Regions from separate parts of the Hordeum vulgare genome. Here all the other regions are linked to region 2. The links are chromatin contacts, called in public Hi-C maps. All regions are on one chromosome and are shown on one strand. The core of a region is the stretch at or near the end of the contact, and the rest is flanking DNA. Distances in the headings are between cores, read along the strand shown. Region 1 holds the start of LOC123444003 (probable protein phosphatase 2C 8). Region 2 holds the start of LOC123444002 (long chain acyl-CoA synthetase 4-like). Region 3 holds the start of LOC123444000 (zinc finger CCCH domain-containing protein 13).

Region 1 (4,275 bases), core at 1,608-4,107, 370 kb after region 2:
GCACAAGGAATGTAATTGATGGACGGCTTCAAGATAACACCTTTCTACTCTTTAAATGGTTTTGTCTTATATAATGTCTATATACACTATGGAGTCTATTTCGGCATGTAGAAAGATAAACGTGTGTGTGCCGATGAATTAACATAAGTTATTATAGTCATAATGGAAATAATTGTGAATTTGATTAATAAAATTATAATGCATATTGTTGTTGTTCTAGTATATTGGTCGTTTAGGGCCTTAGGGCATCTTCAAGGCCAACATGCATACCTTTAGCAACCGTTCGGATTTTAAAAGTTATTCAACGCGGTCCTGTAACGGTTTGCGGCACAGTTTGTATGTGATTTTCTTATAAACCGAAGACAAACGTGACAAGGTGTACGAGAGTTCGAACCGTTATTTTGCCCGATTCTGACCGTCCTGGTCCATCAAAACCCCCTCCTCCTTCCACGCACGTTTTTCATCTGGTGTGAGTTGTCCGTATTCATGTCGTTGTAGAGTGCGTTAAGGTGGTTCAGGACGGGCACGACCTCTCATTGCCTCCGCCATTAAAGCAGCCCGCCAGCCCAGAACGTCGTCCGCTGCACGCCCGGCTAAACACGCCTCCTCACCGCATTCAAACACTTTCACTAATCCCGCGTGGAAGCCGAGAAACCTATTCTAGTCACATGTCCATTCCTTAGCGGACCGACATTAAACACAACGCTGGCCGAGCTCCTCCGTCTGTCCTTTATTTAAACGAGGCCACACATCGACGAAGAATCACCCCTCCGCCACTCCCCCATCTCCTCTTCATCATTTTTTCCACTTTTTCGATGGTTTCCGGAGAGCAATTCTCTAGCATACAAGTCAGTTGTGTGGCCCGCCGAGCCCATCGGATACGAGCACGAGCGAGGCAGCTCGCGACTCCGCCTCCCTCGCCTAGCCCGGCGGAGCCAGTTGCCGTCCCAAGCTAGCACGTGGTTCAACAACTCACTGCTTCAGGCCAGCTCGATGAGGAGTGACGAGTTGCTTCACGCCAGCACGGGCGAGAGAACAACGGGGACCACCCCACCTGTGTCTACGACCGCGCCTTTTGTGCCCGCGACCGCCCCCTGCCCGTGGTCACGCCATGTAGGCAAAGGCAGAAGCCAGGTACGTGGAGAGCGACGAGCCAGTGGCCAGCGCCTCCGCGTACGCCGCCATCATCGAGGAAAAGTAGAACACGGGAGGTTGATGCCGCTTTGATCCCATGAAGGCCACAGCCGGAGCGATGCTGATGTACACAATCAGGGTCTTGCGTGATTCTTCTCTTGTGAAGACCTTTGTCGATCCCGCATGAATTGCACAGAGGCGGAGGTGCTCGCTTCCCCTCCCGCTAAAGGCTGCCCCGTTTTTTTGCTCCAACGGGGGGTGGGGAAGTGAGGCGTCCTTTACGCTGAAGCATATGCCTCCGGGCTCCTGACAGTCCAGTGAGCGGGCTACCGGACATGTGGAAGACAAAAGAAATCTGCCGTGGCCGACCGTAGACTAGTATAGGGATCGTGAAAGTGGAGATCGCACATATTTTTACTTCTTTAGTTAAAAATGTTAAAAATGTAACGAAATTCGTCGTCTTTGTATGAAATTCGCGTGCATTTGCATGAATTTTGTCTGGTTGGTTTGAGCTGTTGTCAAAATATATGCGACCATGGTTGAATGGCGTCATCCCGTATTTGTGTTCTCGGAATAGTCCTTATCTATCCGCGGACGGATGCGGGAAGAAATTTACGAGTTGCCGTTGCCCTCAAGACGATGATTTTTTAACTACCTACGGTAATAAGGTTTGGGTAGCTCCTTTTAAGGAAGGGCGATGATCGAACGCACATCTTCGATTCCCTTTTTTGTTCATAGTCCCATGTTAGATGGTGTGGATGTAATTTTTGCGAAAAAAGTGATTTTAACTTATCACTAATGCCACATACTTCGTGTGTGCGAGTTTATAAATGGCTACTAGTACTAGAATGTTTGATACCCATTGCAAATTTATTACTAGTGCTATTATTAGTTTCTAAGTTCGATTTTATCAATCCATCTTGTATTTTGCACAAAATTTAACCATGGGTTGGCTAGCAATATTAAAATTATTATTGTATTTGTTTTTGAATTTTTTACTACACATAATTTACATTTTAATAACCAAGCTTATGATAAAAATTGACTCAAATACCAGGGGACTAATAGAACCGAGCAAAGGGATTACCAAATTTAAAGACAATGCATTACAAACCGTATGAAAGGAGTACCAATTTTGAAGACAATGCGTTGCGAATGCCCATCGAAAGTTACCGAGGTCTTCTTTGATTCGTGGGATTTCCAAAACACGGTAATAGAAAAAAAATACATAGACAGGGGTGTCATGCCATAGTCGTATACATGATTGCACTAATGTTTGATTGAGCACATAAAAAGCCATATAAATCTTGACATAAGATTGAATTGGATGAAAATGTATCTAGAATATAGTTCAAATGGATCTTGGATTACATTTCTACGAGTCCAGCATGGTGTGTAGGAATTTTTTTTTCTAACAATCAGAATTTTCAAAAATTCCATTGCAAATTATCATTTGAATCAAAGAGACCTTCAGTGAGCAATGACAACCTGGCTTTGGTTACCGCTTGAGAAATTTGCTTACGCGACGTTAATCGCAGATTTTATTGCCCCACCAGAAATCACCTTACCAAGCAAAATATCCCAAAAATGTGAATTCAACTGAAAACTGAAATTTTGATGAATTTTATCCAAATTTAAAATTCATTGGAAAATTTCGTTCACTCCACGGGAACCGAAAATCTCAATGCCCCACGGGAACTGAAAACTGAACCTTGGTGACAGCTCGTGTGCATCTACCAATTCTGCCCTATCAGTCAAAATTGCACTACATGCCCCACAGGCGTCTTTCCTCTTCCCTCCACGTAACCCCTCGTCCTTTCTATTCAGGTCCCACGCGTTACCTAAAAGGGCCAAGAGTTAGATCGTTCCCTGCACCCTCTCCACAACCACCGCGAGCGACTAGAATGCCTGGCCCCGCCGTCAGAAGCCTATGCCTCTCTCCACGGTCCACATGAGCCGCGCGCACCACGCCCTTCCGCGTGCCCCGAGACTCGGAGCCGCTCATCGCGCTCGCCACGCGCCGGCCGCCGGCTCATCCCCGCCGTCCACGTCCAGGCCCGCGAGATCCACGTCCGGATACGGCTCCCGCCCTCGCTGTCACGTATCCAGTCCATCTACGGGCAATCGGACGGCCACGGAGCGTTGTCTAACCTCTTTCCCCCCGTGGCCGCGCGTATTAGAGGCGGCTCGCCGTCCCTGGCCCCCAGTTTCTTTTTGTTCTCTCCGGCGAGGGAAATGAGCAGCGAGACGAGCAAGCGAGATCATGCACGGGAGCTCCTCGCCGCCGACAGGAAGTTGATGACCGTGGCCCGCACAGCGCGACGACGCCGGCTCGAGGTCCGGCGGCTGGGACGTACTGCGTCTGCGGCTGCAGAGGACGAGGGCGCGAAGCGGGTGCGGCCGGCGCCGGACAGCTCCTCGGACTCGTCTGACTCCGCGAAGGTGGCGCCGGAGCCCCCCTTGGCGGCGTCTAGGTGCTCGGCGTGCGTGTCGCACGGGGCGGTGTCCGTGATCGGGCGCCGGCGGGAGATGGAGGACGCGGTGGCCGTCGCCGCGCCGTTCCTGGCCGATACGGCGGCGGTGGAGGGGAGCGGCGACGTGGAGCACGGGGCAGGGGAAGAGGGCTTCTTCGCTGTGTACGACGGGCACGGCGGGTCCCGCGTGGCGGAGGCGTGCCGGTCGCGGATGCACCTGGTGCTCGCAGAGGAGGTGCGGCTTCGTCGTCCGCGGCCTGAGGGCGGAGGGCAGGGTCGGGCCGTGGACAACGAGGCAGACGGCGCGCGGTGGAAGGAGGCCATGACGGCCTGCTTCGCCCGGGTGGACGGCGAGGTCGGCGTCGACGACGGGACCGACACCGGCGAGCAGACGGTGGGCTCCACCGCCGTAGTGGCCGTGGTGGGCCCGCGCCGCATCGTCGTCGCGAACTGCGGCGACTCCCGCGCCGTGCTCTCCCGCGGCGGCGTCCCCGTGCCGCTCTCCTCCGACCACAAGGTACACGACGCCACCACGCAACGCAACGCACCCGTCCGTCCAAACTAACATGGTCAGGTTAATCGCCGGCTCACGCCGTTTTTTCCGCGAGATCTGCTTCCGTTCCGGCCTCGGGTTACAGGTGTCGCGCGCGCCGCGCCAGCCCCTGCT
Region 2 (4,863 bases), core at 1,054-3,553:
TAGACCCCATCGTTTTATCCTTGATAGCAATGATACATCCGTGTCATGTCTCTTTCTGTCACTGAGATTGAGCACCGCAAGATCGAACCCATCACAAAGAACCTCTTCCCATTGCAAGATAAAAGTCACCTCACGCCTTGGACGCAGAGCTCTTTCTAAGAGCATGTTAATAGTATAGCTACCTGTTGGCTATAAGCCATTGTCATGTCATCTATAACTTATCTTATAGCCAACATGTACAATAGTTGATTAGAAGAGTGCATTATTTTTTTATTATATAGCCCGAGCACGTGCTAGAGCTCACTCTTAACTAAGAATCCGCTTACTTTATCTCTCCTCTTCTCTTTTCTCCAATTAAGAAAAAATATATTAGTTTATTTCTTATAGCCCGCTGACTCATCTCTATTATATTTGCTCTAACAAGCTCAATACATAAGACCGGAAGGAGTAGATCCTTTAGGGCATCTTCAAGGCGGATCCTCAAACCCCCTCTATCCGTCCGGACCATGCTGTCTGGACACAGTTTACCATCCAATACGGACATATATCGATTCGCCGAGCGGTCTGAATGTACCTTTTTCATCATTTGGTTAAGTATTGGGGCATTTGATGGAAGATTAACTTTTGTCATACGATTAGCATTTGGTAAGGTGTGTAGTTTTGTATTAAGATTCTCTATTACTTCTTGCTAAGAATGCTAGCTTTGGCGCAAACTACCCTAGCACATAGATTAATAAGCCAAATAAAATGCTACTAGTCACATTTTTTAAGGGAACCACATAGTTATTTGGCAATTAAAATTTATCAAACACAAATATTTACGGTTATTGTTGGATGACGGACTTACGCATCCGCCTTCGTGGACTGACCCCCCGTCCGAGAATGATATGATTTTTTTTACAAATCACTAGCAAAAGGGTCTGTGCGTTGCAATGGGAGAAAGAAATACCACACACTCTTAATTTATAAAAAATAGTCTATAATCTAAGAATTTGTAGTTACGACACAAACAAAGATGATCTTATCCTATAAAAATGCAGTTCAAAATTTCACAGGTCTTCTATTTTAACACGGCTTGCATGTAGATTTAATACGTACAAAGAATCAGACAAGTGACCTTCAGTTTCATCTCCAATCCTGATTTTATTAACGTGTTCATCCCCAATCCGAATAAGTAACGATATGAAAGAAAGACTAACAATGACTTATTTATTAAGGTTGCATCCTAGACAGTATTTTTATTAAATGTTTAACAGTAAAATAACATCATATTTAAATTCTACATATTTTTCTAATAAAATTTCATATATAATATGTTGAATTTGAATTACGGTTTAGAAGATATGAGTATTTTAAAAAAACATTTAATATATACTACGGGTTTAATGTTAAAAGCATCAGGGGATTTTTTATAAAATAGCATGACAGACTAAGAATATCTATTTTCTTTATTAGTAGGTATAGATTGTTGGAGATGCCCTTACACCAACAAACTTACTCAATGAAAGAGATTCTGAACACCTGCAAGCACTTTCCATATCTTCTGAGTTTTTTTCTTCAAGCATGACCGGATTAACAAGTAATCTAGAAGTCCCCTAAGATATGGCACCTTTTTTTTTTGCAGTCTTATTACACTGTTTATCGTCAGCGACAAATAACCGTCCACGTGATACTTGATGAAATCCACGTTTTAAATTAGTACTACTTCCAGTAATAATAATATCACGTTGACACGCAACTCCTACCTGACAGGGCCACACAGCCACCGTAATGAATGCATAGCGGTTTAAATCAAAATCAAGCCAAGCCATCCACACAGTTTAAATTAAGTCAAAAATCCAACAGGATCGCTTCAATATGCAGCGCATACCTTTTTTGGGCATTCACTGTCATTTAAGACCAGGTGCAATCATCTGGAAATCGCGTCAACCGTTTTGTCCAGAAACAAAAGAAAATTGGAGAGCTTTCCTCAAAAATAAAATAAATCTTGGAGAGCTGAAAGCTGATGCCACCAATATCCCTGTTCGCAAAAATGCCAGGTCCATGTAAGTAGATACGTGTGGATGAGCGACCGCCCGAGGAGTCTCGACAAGGAGAAGGTCGGCCGTTCCGCGCACCGGTCACCTGCCCCACCAACCAGCGGCCCGGCCCGTCCTCCCACTGTCCATGCCAGCTGCCCCCACCGCTCTCCGCTGCACCCACCCACCAATATTTGTTCTCAAAAAAGAAAAAAAACACACACCAATATTTCTGTCAAGGAGTGTTGTATTTAGGCCCCCGTCTCCACGCCTCTTGCCATTTCGGTCCATTCCGAAGCGTAGCAACTAGCAAGGCAGGCAAGGCAAGGCAAGGCAAGGCTTGGAGCGCGCCGCTACCGGAGCAAGCAGGAGGGATGGCGGAGATGCAGCACGTGGTGAAGGTAGAGGAGGGCCGCCCGGCCGCCGACGGCCGGCCCTCGGTGGGGCCCGCCTACCGGAGCGCCTTCGCCCGCGACGGCTTCCCGGCGCCCGTCCCCGGCCTGGACAGCTGCTACGACATCTTCCGGTGAGCTCTCCCTCCTTGCTCCTCCGGGCTCCCCCCCTGCTTGCTTCATCATTTGCTCCGTTGATGAGCGGTGGGGGAGCCCGGACGGCTCCTGGATTATTTCTCTTTTCGGCGGCGTCAGTCAAAGGATTGAATCCGGTGGTTCTGTTCACGCGTAGTGGGTGGCATGCGGAGGATCTTTTCCTCCATTTATTTGTTTGCGGTTATTTGTCGCTGTCCTTGCTAGTACTCCTGTAGTACACGAAACCGGGATTTGATATGCCTGATTCTCGTATGCCTCCCGTCCAACTACTTGCATGAACCCTATTCTTTATGGCATTTATGTCAGTTTGCTTGCGTATGCTAGCCCTCGGGATCTGTCCCCCACGCCCTCGACAGAATAGCCCAACTCTGCATTTATCTGATTTTTTTCTCTTTGCATTTCGGCTCCGAAATCCAGTTTAGTTACTCTGTTAGTTAGTTGGGCAGTTGTATAGACTCTCTCTTTAAATTCCCTTGAATTCTGGATCAGTACGCTTTTTCTATGGAGTGATAATGTTCTTCAAAGCAGAGGAATAAAGTTAAGATTACTAGTTCGAACTCAGCAGTACTATTTCCTGCTCCTTCATGGCCCACTAAAACTGTTAATCAGCTGTGAAAAAAATCAAATCGCTGACCATGCAAACCTGTCATCAAATTGAGTTCAGTTTCTCCATAGTCTTGTGTGGGTGGGAACGCTGATGTCATATTGGTCAATAGTGTCTGGTTTGTTCCGGGTTAGTTAACGAAATTAACCGAGCAAGTTGGTTCGTTGCATTTTCACTGTTGACTTGCTACTAAAACTCTTAAATCTGGCGACCTTTTGTCCTACTGAGCTTATTTAGTTTTGAGTGTCAATGATGTGTGCTCATACACAGAATGGCAGTGGAGAAGTATCCAAACAACAGAATGCTTGGTCACCGTGAGATTGTTGATGGGAAGGTACCATTTGGTCGATTATTTCAGTTGGTCGATTACAACTTATACCCCCCCTGGAATATAAAAACAGTAGAATTCTTGCTAAAGTATTATTTTGTGTGATATAAACAAATAGGCTGGTGCATACGTCTGGAGGACATATAAGGAGGTGTTTGGCATTGCAAATAAAATCGGTAACTCTATTAGGAGCTGTGGACTCACCAAGGTTTGCTCTCGTTTCTCATATATTTGCTATTCTATTAACTCTAATGCTAATTTACTTACAATAGTTTCCAGTGAGGTTATATGTTTTCTCATCTTGAATGAACACATGAATTAAACATTATGTGAACTTTTTATTAGCTCAGGGGAGTCACTTTGATGTTTCATGATTAAGGTTATTTCATGCTGATTACAAAAGTTTAAACTGGATAATTTTGCAGGGCAGTCGTTGCGGTATATATGGTGCCAATAGCCCTGAATGGATTATCACGATGGAGGTAAAATCTTGTTCTACTGGTGCAGCATTTAATTCATTCTTGTAACAAGTAACTATTTTTATCGTGTTGGACTTCTGGAGTTTTCCTTAACCAATCAAGATTACTATGCTTGTCATGTATCTCTTACAAACTTAATTCACTTGCAATCTCTATCCCCTGCAGGCTTGCAATGCGCATGGAATCTACTGTGTTCCATTATATGACACTCTTGGTATATATCCTGACATCTCCATTTTATGACATTGATGGGCTTGCAGTACGCCCCTCTTTCAGTTTTTGTTGTTGTTGCGCACCAAGGAATTGTACACTTATTGAGAAGTGGGTCTCGATATTCATATGCTTTGCACTATTTAAGATTTCTGTAATCATGATCAAGTGAAGATCACATCTTAAAAAAAGAATGAAAAGCCCCACCACATCCTTGAAACATGTGGCAAACAAGTAATCTAATATCTGAGCAGAGCACTATGCAATTGAACATTCTTAAGTACAGATCCTTTTCCCCAGTTGGTACATCACAAACATATAAAAGAAACAATACTGATGGTACAGTTCAACCTGCTTATTGACAATGCTCTTTCTGTAGGGGCTGGTGCGATAGAGTTTATTTTGTGCCATGCAGAAGTTGAGATTGCTTTTGCAGAGGAAAAGAAAGTTGCAGAGGTTTGTTTCCTTCATCATCTCATATGTAGAATTTGTATGCTTGCGATGTCCCATGAACTTCTCTTTTCAATACTTGGTATTCATGCCTTTGCCTGGGGGATGATGCATTGATGCATGTTGACCCAATGACCCCTATTTGGTCGGTAACTTAGGAAAGTGGAAACACTACAAAGCAGTATATCGACTGTCTTTTATATCCCTAAAGCCCATTTTGGGTAGC
Region 3 (4,515 bases), core at 1,588-4,087, 320 kb before region 2:
GATGTGAAGTAGCTAATGCTGCTAATCAGTAACCAAATCCATGTAGAAACCTTACGGCCCTCAATATGTTATATTTGAGTGATAAATAGTTACTCAATACACCTATATATGACGTCAATAAGCATGCCAAAGTTCGCATGGTTAAATTAAAATGATATCTATAATTACACATGACAAAGACATATCACCTCACTATTTAGTCTAGTTATGATGCTAAAGTGGAACATGATATCTCCAACAACAAGAGAAGATACAGTACAAAGCTAAAGTCTTCTGATCTACTACAGAATTTTCGCATGTCAAATGATAAAGAAGAAATGTTACCAGCTTTGATCTTTTTCATGATGAGGATTTGAGCCAGGCGAAGTTCTTCCATGGACTTTACTCGGACTAGAATCAACATTTTCTTGATGTCTATGTTCAGACCTTGCTCTCTCAATCAGAGAATCGAGTCGGCCACTGCCTGAAGATTTTTCCAAATTTCCACGTTGCTCCCGTGTGTTTGGAGTTTTCAGATCATAATGGTCATCATTTTCCTCAGGAGGTCTTTTTCTACCTCTATTTTCCTTGTACCTACTGCCATACTCGTCATAACGATCACCGTCTTGAACTATATCTTTTCTGTAATGGCCCTCTGAAATTCGGTGCCCATCTTTTGTGCTCTTGTAATCAACCCTGTCACTTCCATGATCTCGGATCATGCGCTCATCCAGATACTTGTCATCTTGTTGTCGCTTATCCCTTTCATAATCATCCTTGTACTTCTGTTTATACTTCTCATCATCAAACCTTTGTTCCTTAGAGCTCCTAACCTTCCCATGATCATACCTGGACAGAGTCTTCCGGTCATCAATGTCTCTATTGTCAATTGGCCACTTATCTTTGTCTTCCGAGTCGTCTTTACGTCGGCTATGTTTATCAGTCTCCCTATCAGGGTTACTGTGTCTCTCTTTAGCTGGAGTATCTGTTTCAAAAACGTGCACTTTTAGGAACCAACATAAGGAAGTTAGAATATTATGAAACAGTAAAAAACATTTAAAGGTAGGCAGGAAGGAACAAACAGAACAAGTAAATTAACTAACTAAAATGGTAATTTGTTCACAACTTCACACCTGTTCCAAAATGGTAATTTGTTCACAACTTCACTGCTGAAAAATATGATTTCAGAAAAAATATATAAGCCACTCGCATAAGTTCCAGAAGATCAGCATATAAGCAAGGCAAAGTTTAATCATATGAATATAATAAGATTAAGGTATGCTAAGGAAGTCTCGAATCAGCTCTCCAATGCTAATATCCAATGATATTAACGTTATTAGATTTGTACGGTAGGACAGGGTTTTTTTACAGCAGTTTGGTTAACCAAATAGTATGATGGATGGAATCAAAGCACAAGAAAATACAAAGACTAATTGAAAAATGGACTCTTTGCAACCAAGTACATACGAAACAGTAAAGTTCAACACTTATCATCTTATGGAACCACTAATATTCGTTTTACAATTAAAATGGTGGTGGAGGAAAGCAGCACAAGTCCAAGTCGGAGTATAAAACAAGTACTGTGTTACGCAAATTAAAGCATGCATAACTAAACAGTAACACAGGTAGCTGGAATATTATCAGCATTGTCGGGAACACTTCAACCCAGGGTTACCTTACCATTGATCTCTATGTGCCTCTTGTATGAGTAACCATCATCCTCCCCTCTACTAGTCTTCGATCCATTCTTCCTGGCACTGCCATCTTCATACTTCTCATGCTTCGAATCATAGTCTTTCTTGTCCCTCTCCCTATCCTTTTGCCTCTCGCGCTCCCGTTCCCTGTCACGCTCCCGCTCTCGTTCCCTGTCTCGCTCTTTATCCCGCTCCCTCTCCTTCTCCTTCTCCCGTTCTCTCTCCTTCTCCTTCTCCCGTTCTCTTTCCTTCTCTCTCTCCCGACCCCTTTCCCTCTCTCTCTCCTTCAGTCTCTCCCATTCTTTCTCCCTTTCCCTCTCCTTTTCTCTGTCTCTCTCCCTATCCCTATCTCTGTCATCCTTATGCTGCCCACTGCTCTCCCTCCTCCCTGGGTCCTTCTCCTTCTCCGACCGCCGCTTCCCAGAATCACTCTTCGACGCAACCTCCTCAACCTTCTCATCCGATCCGACCGTCCGTCTGCTTGACCTCTTGGGCTCATCCCCTGAACCCTTGGGCTTCTCCACCAGCTTCTCTACATCGACGGGCCCAAACACCTCACTCTTAGACCTCTTCTCGACCAAGTGATCCTCACACACGCCGCTGTTCCACCTGTCGCTGACCACATCCACCACCGTCTCCTCGACCCTATCCTTCCTCTTCTTCCCGTGCTCCGAGTAGCCGTTGCCCGAGCTCACCAGCTCCTTGGCCGATGACGACCTGCGCCTCTCTGGCTCGGGATCTCGCGGAACCCTAGCCACGGCCGTGGTCTCCTCCCGCGGGCCAGGGGCGCCAGCATCCTCGCCCTCGGACTCCGACGAGCCGCCCCGCCTGTGCGAGCGGTGCGACCTGTGGCGCGAGCTCCGGGGCATGGTGGGGCCAGCCAGGAACCCGCCTCGAATCGCACCGCGTTCGGTGCGGCGGCGAGGATGCGAGGGAAGCAGGAACCCTAGGGCGCGCGAGATCCAGGGGATCTAGGCGGCCGTCGTGGCGGCGGAGAAGGGAGGGGGGAGGGAGTGGACCCTGGCCCCTGGGCGGCTAGGGTTTTGGTGCGGTGGGGAAACAGGGTGGGAGGAGTGGTGGCGGCGGCGACGACGAGTTCGTGCGTGGAGAAAATGGTTCAGTTTTGTTTCGTTCGGCTTTGGATTTGGAGGGGGTTTGCGGTTTGGTGTGGTGCGTTCGTCTCGTTGGCCCGGGGGCTGGTGGGTTGCTTGCGTTTGCGTGCGGCCGTAGGATCGCCGGGGTGGGATTAGACACGAGAGTCGATGCACGTCGCCCGCGGGTCCTTCGGTAGCTCGCCGGGCTTCTTTTTCCTTTTTCAAGTATATCTTCAACACCCGTCCAACTGTGGCGTGTTAAAAATATTTTATAGCGTTGAAATGATAGATTTTAATGCGCCGGAGAGCGCTGGCTTCAACGACAGCCGTAAAAAATAACGCGTGTGAGCTGTTTCAGCAGGCGCGCTAAACTACAGCGCGCGAGCAGCTGGCGCTTGCAATATATTATTTTTTATAAGATGTGATATTTCAAACATCAAAATAAGACATGGCATAGTTTAAAATCACTCAACCAAGTTCATCATGACATAAAAGTTCGAAGACATCCCTAGACACTTGCAACCATGTATTGCATAGCAAGACGTCTTCGTTCATGGTGTAGCTGCCCGCTCTTTCTTTCGATGCACCAACAATACCCTCACCATCCTCGTCCACCTCAAACTCATGATCATCGAAATGCACCTCAGTTGATAGAGGCGAGGGTCCCGATCTTTCGATGAGATGGTGGTTATCGATTTGGTGGAGACGACTTTGACGATCCGACTATAAACGTGTACGACGTTGCACCTTAGCAATCGCTAAATTAACTCCAAAAGGTTATTGACCATGCCGGAACACGATCAACCTGACCACAAAGGTCTCTTCCTGCAAGCAATCGAAGAACAAGTAAGAATATGATAAAAGCAATCTGAATATTGCGAATATATATAAAGTATTGATAAGAGTGGGGATCCGAAAGCGGTCTTAGTCTCGTTGTTGGACACAAACGAAGTTGCAATGACTAATTTTTAACTAAACAAATCCCAACCAAAATACTACTAGGTTGACATATTTATATAGGAGCAAGGGGTGTCGGCCAAGGAGGTGGGAGGACGTTCAAGGCAGCCTAAAACTAACCCTAGGTCGTACAAGGTCTATGGGCCCAAGTGGAGGTGATGCAACACTTTTGGACTTGTAGTTTGACTCGAATTTTGATGCAACGTCGGATTATTTCGTCAATGTCTCCACGTTCCGAACGAATTTTAAGGTGATTCCAATTGGGCCGAAACGTACATAAAATATACTTTCAAGCAAAAAAAGAATCACCCAATTCGGAGTCCGTATGAAAAAGTTGTTGACGTTTTGAGGCAGGTATGTCTGTGCAACCCGAATCTGAGTCCAAAACGTAAGAGACTTGGAATTCATCTTTCTCTTGGGCTAAAAATAACATGGGAGAAATTCTTAAACATCACATAATCATTTCCTTTGGTGTGAGAGGACTTCTTGAACAACACTTAATCATTTGCTCTTCCTTTTATCTTCACACGTGGTTCGTGCAAGCGTTCGACAGTTCTGCATTTAGGCATGGAATAAAAATAGGTGAAGTATTTTTGTTCCGGATAATATAAATAAATTATTTTATAATTATTATAAGAAATCACCTCACAAATATGCAAATATGAAATAATTTTGATCGTATCCAAGGTAGCCATGTCCTCGTCATCATTGGTTTGAGACCAATGAAACTTGTTGGAGCCAACACCCATAGTTGACATATATGTCTCATCATTGAAGCTACAAAGTATATA

The links. Hi-C and Micro-C count contacts between places; a contact is called where the count stands out from the background.
Region 1: a contact with region 2 is called in a Hi-C map of leaf, with 9 times the contacts expected there. The contact joins the promoter of LOC123444003 here to the promoter of LOC123444002 in region 2. A contact is called at or near these places in 4 of 6 Hi-C or Micro-C datasets (leaf and seedling) and 1 of 1 datasets of contacts at active chromatin or transcription factors (embryo).
Region 3: a Hi-C map of seedling shows a contact between it and region 2, with 4 times the contacts expected there. The contact joins the promoter of LOC123444000 here to the promoter of LOC123444002 in region 2. A contact is called at or near these places in 3 of 6 Hi-C or Micro-C datasets (leaf and seedling).

Annotation. Positions count from the first base shown.
Region 1 is chr3H:405,955,082-405,959,356 of MorexV3_pseudomolecules_assembly, forward strand. LOC123444003 (probable protein phosphatase 2C 8) reads left to right here and starts at 2,858. Exons shown (of 3, transcript XM_045120598.1): 1 at 2,858-4,125. The coding sequence starts at 3,370.
Region 2 is chr3H:405,587,726-405,592,588 of MorexV3_pseudomolecules_assembly, forward strand. It overlaps LOC123444002 (long chain acyl-CoA synthetase 4-like), which reads left to right and starts at 2,304. Exons shown (of 19, transcript XM_045120597.1): 1 at 2,304-2,544; 2 at 3,441-3,504; 3 at 3,617-3,706; 4 at 3,924-3,980; 5 at 4,143-4,191; 6 at 4,567-4,643. The coding sequence starts at 2,393.
Region 3 is chr3H:405,264,697-405,269,211 of MorexV3_pseudomolecules_assembly, forward strand. It overlaps LOC123444000 (zinc finger CCCH domain-containing protein 13), which reads right to left and starts at 2,838. Exons shown (of 6, transcript XM_045120594.1): 1 at 1,660-2,838; 2 at 325-964. The coding sequence starts at 2,542.